4 separate regions of the Zea mays genome follow, and all the other regions are linked to region 1. A link is a contact called in public Hi-C data. All regions are on one chromosome and are shown on one strand. Each heading gives the region's core, a stretch centred on a gene start, on an enhancer-like site or on the middle of the called end of the contact. The rest is flanking DNA. Distances are from core to core; before and after follow the strand shown.

The links. A called contact is a pair of places that touch in the nucleus more often than the background predicts.
Region 2: a Hi-C map of ear shows a contact between it and region 1, with 3 times the contacts expected there. The contact joins the promoter of LOC100274448 here to the promoter of LOC100273848 in region 1. A contact is called at or near these places in 3 of 25 Hi-C or Micro-C datasets (ear, root tip and tassel).
Region 3: a Hi-C map of endosperm shows a contact between it and region 1, with 4 times the contacts expected there. The contact joins the promoter of LOC100502196 here to the promoter of LOC100273848 in region 1. A contact is called at or near these places in 3 of 25 Hi-C or Micro-C datasets (bundle sheath, endosperm and leaf).
Region 4: a contact with region 1 is called in a Hi-C map of tassel, with 1.8 times the contacts expected there. The contact joins the enhancer-like site here to the promoter of LOC100273848 in region 1. A contact is called at or near these places in 3 of 25 Hi-C or Micro-C datasets (bundle sheath, endosperm and tassel).

What each region holds. Positions count from the first base shown.
Region 1 is chr6:105,821,061-105,824,252 of Zm-B73-REFERENCE-NAM-5.0, reverse strand. It overlaps LOC100273848 (DNA-3-methyladenine glycosylase I), which reads right to left and starts at 1,471. Exons shown (of 5, transcript NM_001148245.2): 1 at 347-1,471. The coding sequence starts at 923.
Region 2 is chr6:106,228,332-106,231,523 of Zm-B73-REFERENCE-NAM-5.0, reverse strand. LOC100274448 (putative serine peptidase S28 family protein) reads right to left here and starts at 1,672. Exons shown (of 10, transcript NM_001148807.1): 1 at 1,045-1,672; 2 at 265-445; 3 at 9-142. The coding sequence starts at 1,545.
Region 3 is chr6:105,427,849-105,431,040 of Zm-B73-REFERENCE-NAM-5.0, reverse strand. It overlaps LOC100502196, which reads right to left and starts at 1,602. Exons shown (of 3, transcript NM_001196673.1): 1 at 1,466-1,602; 2 at 993-1,396; 3 at 1-495. The coding sequence starts at 1,541. The coding sequence ends at 10. LOC100272962 reads right to left here. Exons shown (of 11, transcript NM_001147414.1): 11 at 3,033-3,192.
Region 4 is chr6:105,534,650-105,537,841 of Zm-B73-REFERENCE-NAM-5.0, reverse strand. No RefSeq gene overlaps it. Among protein-coding and RNA genes, the nearest start is that of LOC100279547, 38 kb to the right of the region's middle. Within about 2 kb of position 1,626, at least 14 of the 20 cell types and tissues checked have an H3K27ac peak or open chromatin away from gene starts, as enhancers often do. A contact at or near this core is called in bundle sheath, endosperm and tassel, where this site is marked.

The DNA.
Region 1 (3,192 bases), core at 222-2,721:
AAATATCACCATTCTGATTAGCAACTCAGTAGCATGCTGCTCTTGAGAGTTTCGCGTAGCTTTACTACATATTTACACCATATGAACCATTGTGATAAAAGGTGCCTGGTTCAGGATGCTAGAATGTATACAAGTTATAATGAACTGCAGCACATGATTGGACTGATTCCAATGATTCGAACAGGCATAAATTAAACACGGTAAACTAGTAATAAGTGACTAAAACATCAAGAAACACAAGAGTTGCATTCTTCTTCTGTCTGTATAGAAGAAACAAGAACAATTCTTATACCAAACTAGGATTTTTGACTAAGAAAGAACCAGTTCCAGGAGAGAAGATGCTCACCGGTGGTTGGAGTAACCCACGCGCACCTCCTCTTCCCTTGCACAGCCTCTGGTGTCACTGTCATCGGAGCAACAACCTCCACGCGGATGGGCTTGCTCTCCACCGCCTTACCCACAGCCTTGCCTTGCTTCGGTTGAGCCGTCGGCACCGACCGGCCCTTCTCTACTTTCCCGGTGAAAGCCCGCCGGGCGCGGACCGACTCCGCGGATGCATCCGAGGAGCAAGACGCGCTGAGCGGCAAGCCCGGATGCGACAGCGGCGCGTCGTTCCTCCTCGACGGCGGCCCAGGAGGTGTGCGCCGCGGCGACGGCACCGGGGACGCACTCTTGGGCGCGCCACCTCCACCCCCGCCGACTGCATTCCTCTTTGCGCCCTCTTCCGCCTTGGTCGCGGCGGGCACAGTCTCCGCTGGCGTCCCCGCCGGCGCCGGCTCCGCCTTCCTCACGGGCTTCGGCGACGGTTTCCGGGCGTTCGCCGGGCCCGACCTGGCCTTGTTGCCTCCTGGCACCAGCACCGGCCTCGCCTCTGCCTCCGGAACCGCGATGTTCAGGGACCGGGCCCTCGGCGCCCCGGCCATAGAAACCACCACAGCCTAACCAACAGGTTTTTACCGCCCAAAAATTCAAAAATTACCGGGCTTTCCACACGGGCACCTCAAAAACCGAGCAAAGAATTCCAATCCCTCGTAGAAAATTGTCCGCCTCGTCGAGCTAAAACCCCGGCCACGAACTTGAGATTCACCTCCGCCGAGACAAGCACGCAACCACTAACTCCTCGAAATCCGGACTCTTTCTCCTCCCTATAAAAACCTCCAAAAAATCAAATTGAAGCGAGCTGCGGGCCAGGAACCCTAACCCCAGCCGCGTTTAGGCCCCGCATTGCACGGAGGAACGCGGTGAACACCGAGAAACAGCCACGGCGGGCAGGCGGCGCTCAAAGGAGATTAGAACCTCCCGGAACCTTGCAGCGACGGGGGAAAGCGGAATCCGGGGAAGCTGAGGGGATTTGGAAGCCCTAGGCGGCGGAGGGGCGGGTGGGACCGGGAGAAGAGAGGCGCAGGGGGGTTGCAGCTGCAGCAACTGCTCCGAGGACGAGGGAGTAGTGGAATCCAAGGAGAGAAAGGAGGGGACGAAGCGGTTGGCAGAGAGGTTGAGGGGGACTGGGGAGTGGGGGACACTGTACTAGTAGTAGCTCGCTAGCAGCTAGCGGGGACACTGGGCTCTGCCGTTTATTTTACACCGGTTTTTATTTCGGGAGGGGGTGCATTGCGAAAGTTTTTAACTTTTGTGGGAGAGAAGAGTTCGATCGTATCTGAACCCTGGACCTCTGCGCGTGGGCCCGACAGCTTCTCGCTGTCTGACAGCGTACTTTTCTGGCATGGCCCACCAGTTTTATACATTTGCCAAAATAGTACGATGTAACGGCCGGCTAATTTGATTGCTTCGTGGTTATACATGAGGAAAATGGTTTCCCAGATGCAACCATCGTCACTGTTTATTGTAGGTCCTACTTTAAAATTTGTTAAACCAAAGTTAGTGGTCCAAACCATGGAGAATAATCTCAACTAAATTTTCGTTCATGAGATGACGAGATAGGAACAACAAACGTGTCGTCGATCAAAGCTTTATGACAATGAAATTGTCATCAACTTAGGTTACCTCGTGTCGTGTTTAAATACACTAGAGTTCATAGTTAGCTGCTAAAATTAGTTACATACGTACAAACAATCTAGCTAATAGTTTAATTATTAGTTATTTTTAGTAAATTAGCTAATAGTCTCGGTGGAGGGGAAAGAATCAGGAAGGAGCAAAAGAAGAAACATGAGCGGGAATGGAGGTAGCATGCAAAGAGCTTCAAAGTTGAAGGCTGCTCGCAATTTAGATGCGGACCTCTCCGCAGGTAATTCCATATGCATCTTACCTTATGTTCTTATTCCTTATGAAGTAGTTCAGAGGTTAACTTCTTAGGTTTTGTTTGTGGGAATAATGATAAATCTTGGGGAAAATTTCTAGAGTTGTTAACCAATAATCTAAGTGGTGAGTCTGGTAGTATCGTAGATGCCAAGTCTGTTGCTTTAGAGGGAGAGAGGAAAAAGAGAGGTTAGAAGATCAGTAGCTAGATAACTTTATCTTGGGCTCTTTACGCAATGACATGTTGGAAGGAGTGATGGACTTTACTAGTGAGCATATAATTATGTCTCATACTAGTAGGCCTGAAGTCACAAAAAACTCTAAGAAAAAGAGCAGGAATATAAATAAAAAAATCGGTTGCCCAATGAGAGGGGTTTTCTGGAATAGTGATGGGTTCAAAGACCCTATGAAACATAGATTTGTGTCTGACTTATCTAAAGAACAAACTTTGTCTTTTATAGCTATATTGGAAACAATGAGAAAATCTTTCTCTGACTCCTTCCTGAGGAATCTTAGCGAGGGAAGGAATTTTATTTGGCACACAAAAGAACCTACATGTCGTTCGGGAGGGGGGTATTCTACTGGGTGTTGACTTAGATGTATTTGATATTGGTACCATAGATAAAGGGGAGTTTTATGTCAAGTTCAAGGTGTGTAACAAAAGCGATCATTTCAAGTGGGCTTTAACAGTTGTCTACGGTCCAACCCAATTTGACAAGAAGGAGGCATTCCTGACGGAGCTAGTCTGGATGGCGAACCATGAAACCTTACCTATCTTAATAGGTGGTGATTTTAACATCCTTAAACACCCTCATGAAAAAAATAATGACAACTTTGATCAAAGATGTCCTTTTTGTTCAATGTCGTTATCGACGGGTTAAATCTTAAGGAGCTTAACATGACAGGGAGACGATTCACTTGGGCCAATAACCTTCC
Region 2 (3,192 bases), core at 423-2,922, 410 kb before region 1:
TTTGTTACCTTGAAGTCCTGCGAGACGGCGTCGTAGAAGCTGCTCCACGGCGTTATGTGGTCGAACTGCAGGATCGGCGCGGAGGAAGCTAGGGCACCAATGGCGACGTGGGGGTACTTGAGCCTGAACCAGGAAGCCAGCACTGCAAACGAAAACAACGAGCATGAAGCATCATCAGTGGAGCACACAACCTGCTGCTTGTCATGTTCCCCTTGTAGTCGTACAACTGTACAAGCAGCACATGCTCGACGGCCGACGACTTACTTCCGCCGTAGGAGCCGCCGAAGACGACGACGGGAGCGGCCTCGGCGCCGAGGTCCCGCTTCAGGCCCCTGATGACGACGGCGAAGTCGGCCAGCGCCTGCGTGGACGTGAGGTAGCCCAGCGTCTCGGCCGACCTGTACGAGTCGTTCCCGAACGGCTTCGACTCCCCGTAGAACCGGTGCTGTTCGTCGGTGGCAGACAGGCAATGGAAGAAAGAAACGGTTTCGTCAGTGGTGGCAGAGCCAGAGGCAAGCGCGCGCGCGGTAGGTTTCAGACAAGCTGGGAAACTAGTGGTCGAGTGATGCAGCTAGCTGTGATTTTTCACCCTTTCTTTTTCTGCGACGTTTCTTTCTTTCCTCTCCTCTTCTTCCAGCTAGCTCCTTGTATATGCGATGCGAGTTTGCGACAAAGCAACGTCAGCGTCAGCAAAGAACATGTCGGTCAGTGATACCGACAGCGAAACGTTAGTCTTGGGTAGATGTGGAGCAGAAGATTTTTTTTTCCCCCGTTGGTTTGACTTGTGTTAGTATCTTGATAGCATTCAGAGTTTCAGACATCATTGGACCGGCAGCTCAAAACGCTCGCGAAGAAAATTGCATGCCCATGGTGGCTAATTCATCTAAGATTACGCGAGTTTCTATGCTACGGTCTCTTCTGGTAGGAGGTATATATAGGATTCTTCTCCTCCGGCTCCCGTGGAGTGGAGGAGCCGGCCGCTCCAGCTCATCCGGAGTAAGCAAGCAACCACGATTACTTACTTACTGGTATATATATACGTACCTCGATGAAGACGAGGAGGGCGCCGAACGTGGGCGCGATGTCGAACATGAACCCGGTGTTGGTGGCGAACCACTCGATGTCGCCCTCGTTGCCCGTGTACACGAACAGCGGGCCGGGGCCGTCGTCGCCGGCGCCGGCGCCGGGCCGGCGCCAGAAGGTGTCGTTGAGGAGGTACTTGTGGCGGAAGACCGTGGACGCGTTGGGCGTGAAGGCGAAGTGGTCGAGCAGCTGCGGGAAGTAGTGCGCCGTGAAGGGCTTGGTCGACGCGTTGGCGGGCCCGGCGACGAGCTCGGCGCTGCTGCTGCTCGGGCGCCGCAGCTGGTGGCGCTTCAGCAGCGGCGGCGTGAAGGCAGGCCGTGGGTTGGAGTTGGAGGACGGGCGCGCTGCTGAGTCGGCTGGGAGCGAGTAGGCCGCGAGGAGGAGCACGAGCAGGAGAGGCAGGAGGAGGGAGCGGGCCGGCGGTGGACCGGCTGACGAGGGCCGGGCATCTGGCGCCGCCATTCTCTCTGTCTGTCTCTCTGTCGTCACTCTTGGTGGTGGAAGGGGAGGCGGGAGGAAGGCGCACGGGCGGGTCAGTCAGACGAATATGCGTCGTTAAATTTCTGACGACGATTTTTGTCTCGGTGGCAGACACTGAGACACGACACGAGCCAAGTTTGGTCTTTGGTGTGGCAACTAGCTTTGTTTGCGGACGGACGGTCTTATGCACGAAAACGGCTGTCAACCGCCGCCTTCAAATCGAAATGATTCCATGCGTATGTATGTAGGTATGCTTTGCGCCTTGCTTTTTCTAAAAGGGTTTAGGGTGTAGCACTACCACAGAACCAAAGTGCTCCAGCATGGCGCGGCGTCCGCGGAGCCATGGGCAGAGGATTGGCCCACACCACCGCTGCCAATGATCCCGACCTCTCATCTATAACAGCAAAAGGGCACAAAGGCTTAGAACAGCGACGCACGAACTGCTCAGCTCAAAGATGATACTCCGACCGAAATCCAAAACCCGCAATATGTTTCTGACATGGTCCTCTCCGTATACATTTGAATAATCAATCCCCGTTTCATGTGAAGACATACAAGACATCCAGACAGACAGGCCGGCTAGCGCTCACACCGCTGCCTGCTGTTGTCGGATACGCACGCTCGTCAGAGCAGCAGCAGCAGCAGCTCCGTCCTCGACTCCCTGTGCCTGGCTCTGCTGCTGGCCTGCAGCCGGCCACCACGTTGTGGCACAGTTCTGGCCACTGACAGTTGACGCACCAGCAGCTGCAGCTGCATCCACCGTCTGAAGGGGTGAAAGGGGGCTCCGGTTGCTGCTGAATCACCAGCGGAGCTGCAAGTTATTACAGTACAAGAGTGTTTAAAAAGTTCTACAGTTTCTCAACCTGTCAACCTGATGATGCATGCGTGCGTCACAAGTGAAATAACTGGATTGGCTTTTTCCCCTTCTAGCTTGTCACCTTCATTTTTTTTCCATAGAACAGATTGTTAACTTGACTGCAACTAGGGGTGGTAATGGGCTCTAGATTTTACACTATACATTTCAAGGATCGAATCGGATTATGATCGGACACTATTCCTATTAATTTTTGAACTAAAATTAATTAAGGGTCATAACTTATTGTGAAGAAATATTTGAATCGTGATCCATTACCACCCCTAACTGAAAACTGCAGTACAGCAATAGTAGCACCTTTAATTATCCTGATGACGTTTGCTGCCAAACCACGTTAGGGAGCGCGGCACATTGTTTCCAGTTTGGGCTGGGCCCAACTCCGAGCGTTCGGGAAACAGTAACCCAGTTCTCAAGCCTTTGAAAGATTCTGGCGTACGATGCCAAATCGTCACGCGATTGAGGCCCGCCCGGCCCGCTGTCGTGTTTGCCGAGGCCGCCTGCTGCTGGCGCTTGCAGCTGGCAACAGGAGGTGATTCAGATGTTTTACTCGTGGGGCTCGGTGCCTGCCACGCGACGGGAAAACACAGGTGCCAGCAATCGCCAACGGAGATGGATTTGTGCTGGCCATCTAGCGCCACAAAATTGCTGCTACTAGAGTAAAAGGACATATGGATATAAAAAGGTGTTTGGTTCGAGAAATAAACTAGTTTATTATCTTCTCGTTGTTTACCTTTTTGTTTGTTGGTTTTATTATA
Region 3 (3,192 bases), core at 353-2,852, 390 kb after region 1:
ATCGCCGTATTAGCTGCTCCTCCTCACGGCCTTTATCGCCGTCCAGACCTTGTTCGACAGGCTGTGCCTCTTGCCCCGCAGATGGTCGACCATGGCGGCGGCGTTGGTGCAGCCGACCCTGCAGCGCTCGCACCACACGCAGCTGCTCCTCTGGACGACCTGGTGCGCCTCCCCGTCGACCAGGATCTGGATCCTCTTCGGCGCGTCGCTCGGGCCTGCTGCTACTGCTACTGCGCCATCGCCGCTTCTGTTAGGAGGAGGATCCGTCGTCGCCTTGGTCGCTCCGCATCGGGCCAGCTTTGCCCTGTGCTTTTTCCCTTGGAGGTGCTCGTTCAGGTTGGCCTCGCTGGTCGCGCTCACCTGGCAGATTGCGCAGCTCCATTGCCCGGAACTCGGGTCTTGTACTCCCGTTGGTTGTTGTTCAGTCGTTGTTGCGGAAATCGCAGCTGCTGCTTTCCTCTTCACGCCAGAAGCCTTTGTTGCTGATGAAAGAACCTGGAAACAGAAGGAAGAGTTAGTCAAGTCGGGCAGGAAGAAAAAGATCAAGGCGACAAGGAAGTTACTGCATAACTAGAAACTGAAATCCACATCACCACATGGAATAGTTTACTCGGTCTTCTCTGGTCCTCCATACAAGTTCACCAGATCAGATCTGTTATTTGGCTTCAGCGTTCAAGCTCCCATTTGATCTATGGGCAACGTTTCCTTCTAGATTGTAATCAGTTATTACAGAAAGTGACTACTACCATTGGCCTTTAAATGACAAGAAAAAAGCAAGCGCTTGCGCTTCTAAAGCGATCGAGAGTAAAACGGAAGTGCAATAAGAGATCAAACCAAAAAAAAGGAAAGAAATTTGAAAAGTGGTAATGCAGTAGCGCTAGGCGCCTTTAATGCCAAATGCCGAAAAGAATATGAACAACCAAAATGTCGAAGAAGAATACGAACAAGCAAGCAGCATGCATGGGCATTGAACGGCAATGGTGCTCCCTGACCTCGGAGCTCTCGCTGGGCGCGATCTCGCGCAGCCGGAGCGTATGCCTCGGCTTCGGCAGCAGGGACCACGTTCCCGTCTCACTGAGGAGCATCGGTTGCTCAAATCTCGCGAGCCGCCGAGGGCTGTCCCACGACATTGCCGGCGTCATCGATGGGCCGTCGGCCCTGGAGAACCGGCCTGGAGGTGGAGGTGGAGGCGGCACCGGCACGACGGAGCCGTCGGTCCCGAGGAACGGGGCGGGGCCAAAACCACCGTGGAGGCGGGCGCGCTCAAGGGCGAGCTCCAGGCGGACCTCCTCCTCGATGAGCCGGCGCTCCACCTCGCGTTTGATCCGCTCGCGCCGGGCCGCAGCCTCCCACTGCAACGGCGAGGGCGGCGGGTGGTCGCCGTGGAAGGGTCCGGCTGCGCGGGACCGGGGACTTTGAGATAGATGCTGCAAGTCTGGGGTCTCGATGGGAAGGGGGCGCTTACCTTGCTGTGCTGTGACGCGTCGATCGGGGGAAGGGCGGCGCTGCGTGCTGTTTCCTGCGCGGAAGCCGAACTCCATGGCTGCTGGGGGGTGGGGGACTGGCTCTGGCCGGCTGGGTTTTTGGGCCTTTGCCCTTTGGCTTTGGGGGACCGAGTGGAACTGTGCTCGAGCATTTTTATACCGGTGGCAGCAGCCAGGGGGACGCTGGGATGGGACCCGATCGGAACTGTGCCCGAGAGTTTTGCAATTATAGTTTCTTCCTACCACTCTACCAGATTATTATTCTCTAAAAATTGAAATGGATTTTGTTTATATTTTATTTCTTATTTTTTACCAATTAAAAGGACGGGTTTTGATTTAAAATATGAAAAATATTTATTTAATTTTTAACAAAAGTAAAAAATCATTAAATTTTAAAAAGGTACTTCATGACTTAAAGAGAACGAGACATAAACATATATCTCATATAATTCTAATCTGATAGCAAATATGTTTATTCATAAAGCGAATAAACTTGTTCATTTACATGAAGAAGAAGAATCAAGTTCATCAATAAGATAGCGGTATACGCCCAGTGCATGGTGGCGTACGACGGAAGGATGACCAGCGGCGATGCAAGAGAGAGATATGGGACGGTGGCAGCATCGAGAGCTTATTTAGAACTTCCTTGCTTCTTGTGTCATGGGAGTTGGCAAGAGTAAAAAAAAATGTCTTCTTTAAGAGATAGAGAATAAAAAAATAGAAATGGATAAAATAAAGCTACAATATTATCTTAGAGAAGTTTCATACTTATAATTACCATTTAAAAGTCTAAAAGTCACCTGAAGCTAGTACCGTACTATCTGTCTCAACTTACATGTCTTTGATCTTCTTGACACCAAATTTGATCGGCTCGTTTTATTCAAAATATTTATAAAAATATAGAAAAAATAATCTATAGTTAAAATAAATTATATGATAAACCAAATCATAATGAAAATAGTTAGTAATTATAAATTCTTTTTGAACAAGACAAGTCGGTCAAATATAGTGTCAAAAAAGTCAAACGATAGGAAAACTGGGACTGAGGAAGTACGAAGTGCAGTGCAGTGTGCCTGTGCGCTGCGTGAAATCGACTTTTTGAGCGGTGCTGCACTGCTCTAGCTGGTGCTGCCAGGGCAGTGTGCCTGTGCTGCCGCAGAGGCAGGCGCAGAAAAAGACGAAACCTGGAATCGATGGGTGGATGCATTGCTCAACCCCACACGCATTGACGCAAATAGCTCAATTAAATGGTGAAAGAAGAGCTCCAAAAACTAATGTACAAAAAATTCAAATAGCTCAAATAAATGGTAAAAGAAGAGCTGAATAGAGAAAATAAGAAGAGCTGAATAGAGAAAATGGTTGGAGAAAGGCTGAAAAGGGACCAAACATAAGGATTTAGGATGAAGAATCGATAGAGAAGGTGTCATCTATATCTATAGTTCCGCATCACCCTGCCCTACCGGAGACAGCGTGAGAGTCTAAGAGGGTAAAGGAGTGCAATTGTCAGCTCATGCAGTCATTCTGCTACGAGAGTAAGTACATGTAGATGACAAAACTCAAAAGGGGTCCGCTTGACCGGACAATAATTACTGTAACATCATTTCCACAAAAATGTACAGATAGGTGGTCAGGTAACCAAAAAATCACAACAGCGGGTTGTATTGAGGAACAGAGGGTGTCATCTATCGTACTCCCGTTTTACCCATGT
Region 4 (3,192 bases), core at 377-2,876, 290 kb after region 1:
TCTTTGCCGAGTGCGGCTCTCGGCAAAGTCTTCTTTGCCGAGTGCCCGATAAAAAGCACTCGGCAAAGCCGCCGGCACTCGGCAAAGGCCCGGATTCCGGTAGTGATTTGATAAAAGTTTTCCTTTGGCTTCTTCTGAGAGACATGGTTCTATCCAAGGTAAATCCTAGCAAAAAGAATCGGCAAGGAAATATTAATTGCACTTGGTGTGATTGCCTAGAAACTACGCAACACATCTTCTTTGACTGTCAGATAGCGAAATTCACCTGGAGAGTGGTGCAGGCGGTACTACATCCCATTTGTATTCCCAAGAACCCCAGTGAGATGTTTAGCCGCTGGCTCCATCTATTCAATAAACGGGACAAGAATTTGTTAACAGTGGGGGTGTAGTGCAGTTCTTTGGACTCTTTGGAAAATAAGAAACGAAGCTTACTTTGAAGATAAAAGAGTAGTTAATACGTTAGACATCTTTATATTCTGCTGTTTTTGGATGAACTCATGGATTTTATTACAGAAAAAATCGGCAAGAAGGATGCTGGAGGAAAGAAGCAACCATATCAGAAAAATGGCTAGTGATTTCTTCATTCGAGCTCGGGGGTGGTCTCCAGTTGACAGGAGGCTGACACAGTGATTGGATGCGCGGGGATCCTTTTTGGCGAAGATGCTTCTTTCTGATCTTGAACCTAGAGACTCTTATGGTTCTTATATCAGGATGCCAGTCTGTAATAATGTCTTGGTTAAACCCCTTTTCCTGTCTTAGTCGTCTTTTAATGGCGATAGTTTTTGAGTCAGGTATGCTGCAAGCTTTAGCTGGGTTAGATGCTGGGCTTTTGTTGCCGGTGGCAATGCTATGACTAAGACAATATTGGTGTGTGTCTGTGGTTACAGAATATCATGTTTCCTGTTTTTTAATGAAATAGGGGGAGATCCTTTTTCGTCAAAATCGCGTGGTGTTTCATTGTCCAAACCTCTTTTACTTGGAGTCCAAGCAGTCGTGTTTAATTTTACGTACAGGAGGACCACTGCGTAAAATACGATTGAAATGTTTTCTGTGCAAACTAGGTACGGTACTCCATCGATGTATCGTTCAAACAGTTTGAACTTTTAATCGCCACCATGGCGTGAGATGGACGAAAGCGGCGGTGGCCTTAACTTACTGTTGTTAATGAGCCAAAAAAAATAAAAAAAATAGGGCTCTATATGCCTCTATCCATTTGGGGGCCTTGCTTGTGCCTATGCACAGTTCGCACATGCCACTATGCCAGGTGTGTTTTTGGCCGACATGACTTGAGATCGAGAGAGGCAGCAGCACCAGCGCACCACGTAGCTAGGAGTACGCGCGCGGACATCACATCGTCATGCATACGCACACGCGGGCACGGACTTGCACTTGCTGGTGGTGACCAGCAGAGAGACGCCAAGCAGAGCTGCACCGATCCAAACAGTCCAGTCAGCTGCACTACCACGGACTTGCACGGATTTCACGTAGCTTTCGCATGCGTGCACGCCGTCACACATTTAGTACGTTCCTCGCCTGGCGTGACGCACACGGGCATGCACAGTGCGATCCACGCGCGCACACACTGTGATCCTAGCTTTGGCTCCTCCTTTTCATGGTCATGGAGAGCGGGCGCCAATGGAATGGAGTGATGGAATGGAGCCCGGCCGCACCAACAGCTAGCTTTGGCCGGAGCTCTGGCCCCGGTCGATGGGACGTACGCCCGTCTAATCCGTCGGAGCTAGCTAAACTTTGTGAGGGGCACCACCAGCCACTGGTCGTCGTCGTCCGTCCCTTGGCCCCCCGGCCGTCAGTCGCGTCGTCCGGCCGCCGACCTCCTTTTGCGTTGTTTACCTAGACCGAGGCCGGGGGCCGCCGAGTGCAGCAGAAAGCGCGGGAGCTTTTTTTGGCCCTTTCCACGCGCGGCGCCTCACACGCCTTTGGATTTGCACATTTATCCAGTCGCGCATGCATGCATGTGCAAGCGTACTACGTCTTTCCATTCGGTCTAATCTAACTAACCGGGCAATTTAATTACTACATGTAATGTAATGTAGTCAGTCGTGTGCAAGCTCTGGAGGGATCAACACATGAACAAAGCAAACAATAGCTCACTTTACCCTCTTTTCCTATTTACTACTCTTATATATGCTTGTTCTTTATGACTGCTACATGATTGGTGAATCGACGACGACGACGAAGAAGAATTAAGCTCTAGAGCGCGCGGCTATAACCGCTGCATGCATGGTCCTTGGATATGTCCAACAATTAATCAACCCCCCCCCCCCCCCCCCCCCCCCTCCCCCACGAGCTTGATCTTATATATGCTATGGGATAATATCTCGAAAGGTGCAGATTTTATTTGGCGTGTTATAGTATTAAACTGACGCTCAACAACAAAAGGTGCTCACCTTTAGTCCAAAAGAGAACCATCAGTACTAAACACAACAACCTCTCTCTAGCTCGCCACCACCTCTCAACCTCTTGCGTTTAGAAACGTGTCCAACAACACTGAAAGTGCACGCCGTGTACCTTTAGTTCATTTGCATATATATGAGTGCACATAACATGCATATAGTATTATATTTGCATCACTATTAATCTATCATGCATGCATCCCCAACAAGTAATAACGCGAGAGCAAGCAAGCTAGTAGCTGCGCCGGTAAGAACGTACGGCTACCCTACCCTCTCTCAAAAGGGCCAAAAAAAAATAAAGGAATCACGTACCAACGCCACTGGGCGTGCTAGCTCCTCGCTTTGGATCGGAGCTTACTAATCTGTAGAGTATCTCGATCGGTGGATTAGTTTGCTAGCTAGCTACTGGGGTACGTTAAAATGGCTAATCATGCATAGGGGTCGATCTAGGGGAATCACTCATATGCAATTGCGTGTGTCCCAGTTGCTTATTAACTAATTCCTTCGGCTCTAGTCAAAGATATTGATGCCGAAAAATTAAAGGCATCGACGACAAAATGTGATTTAGAGATGGTGCATATATATATATATGCATGCATGGAACAAATTAAAAATGATGAGACTGAAAGGCTACGACGGTTGCATATGCTTAGCTAGCTTAGTTTTTTTTACAAAGAATTTGGCGAAAAGTTAATCGGATGCTAGCCGGCCGGATAGGATTTGCTGACCACCACCACTTGCTATATATATAGGGGCGTGCAGTGTTTAGCATAGCTTT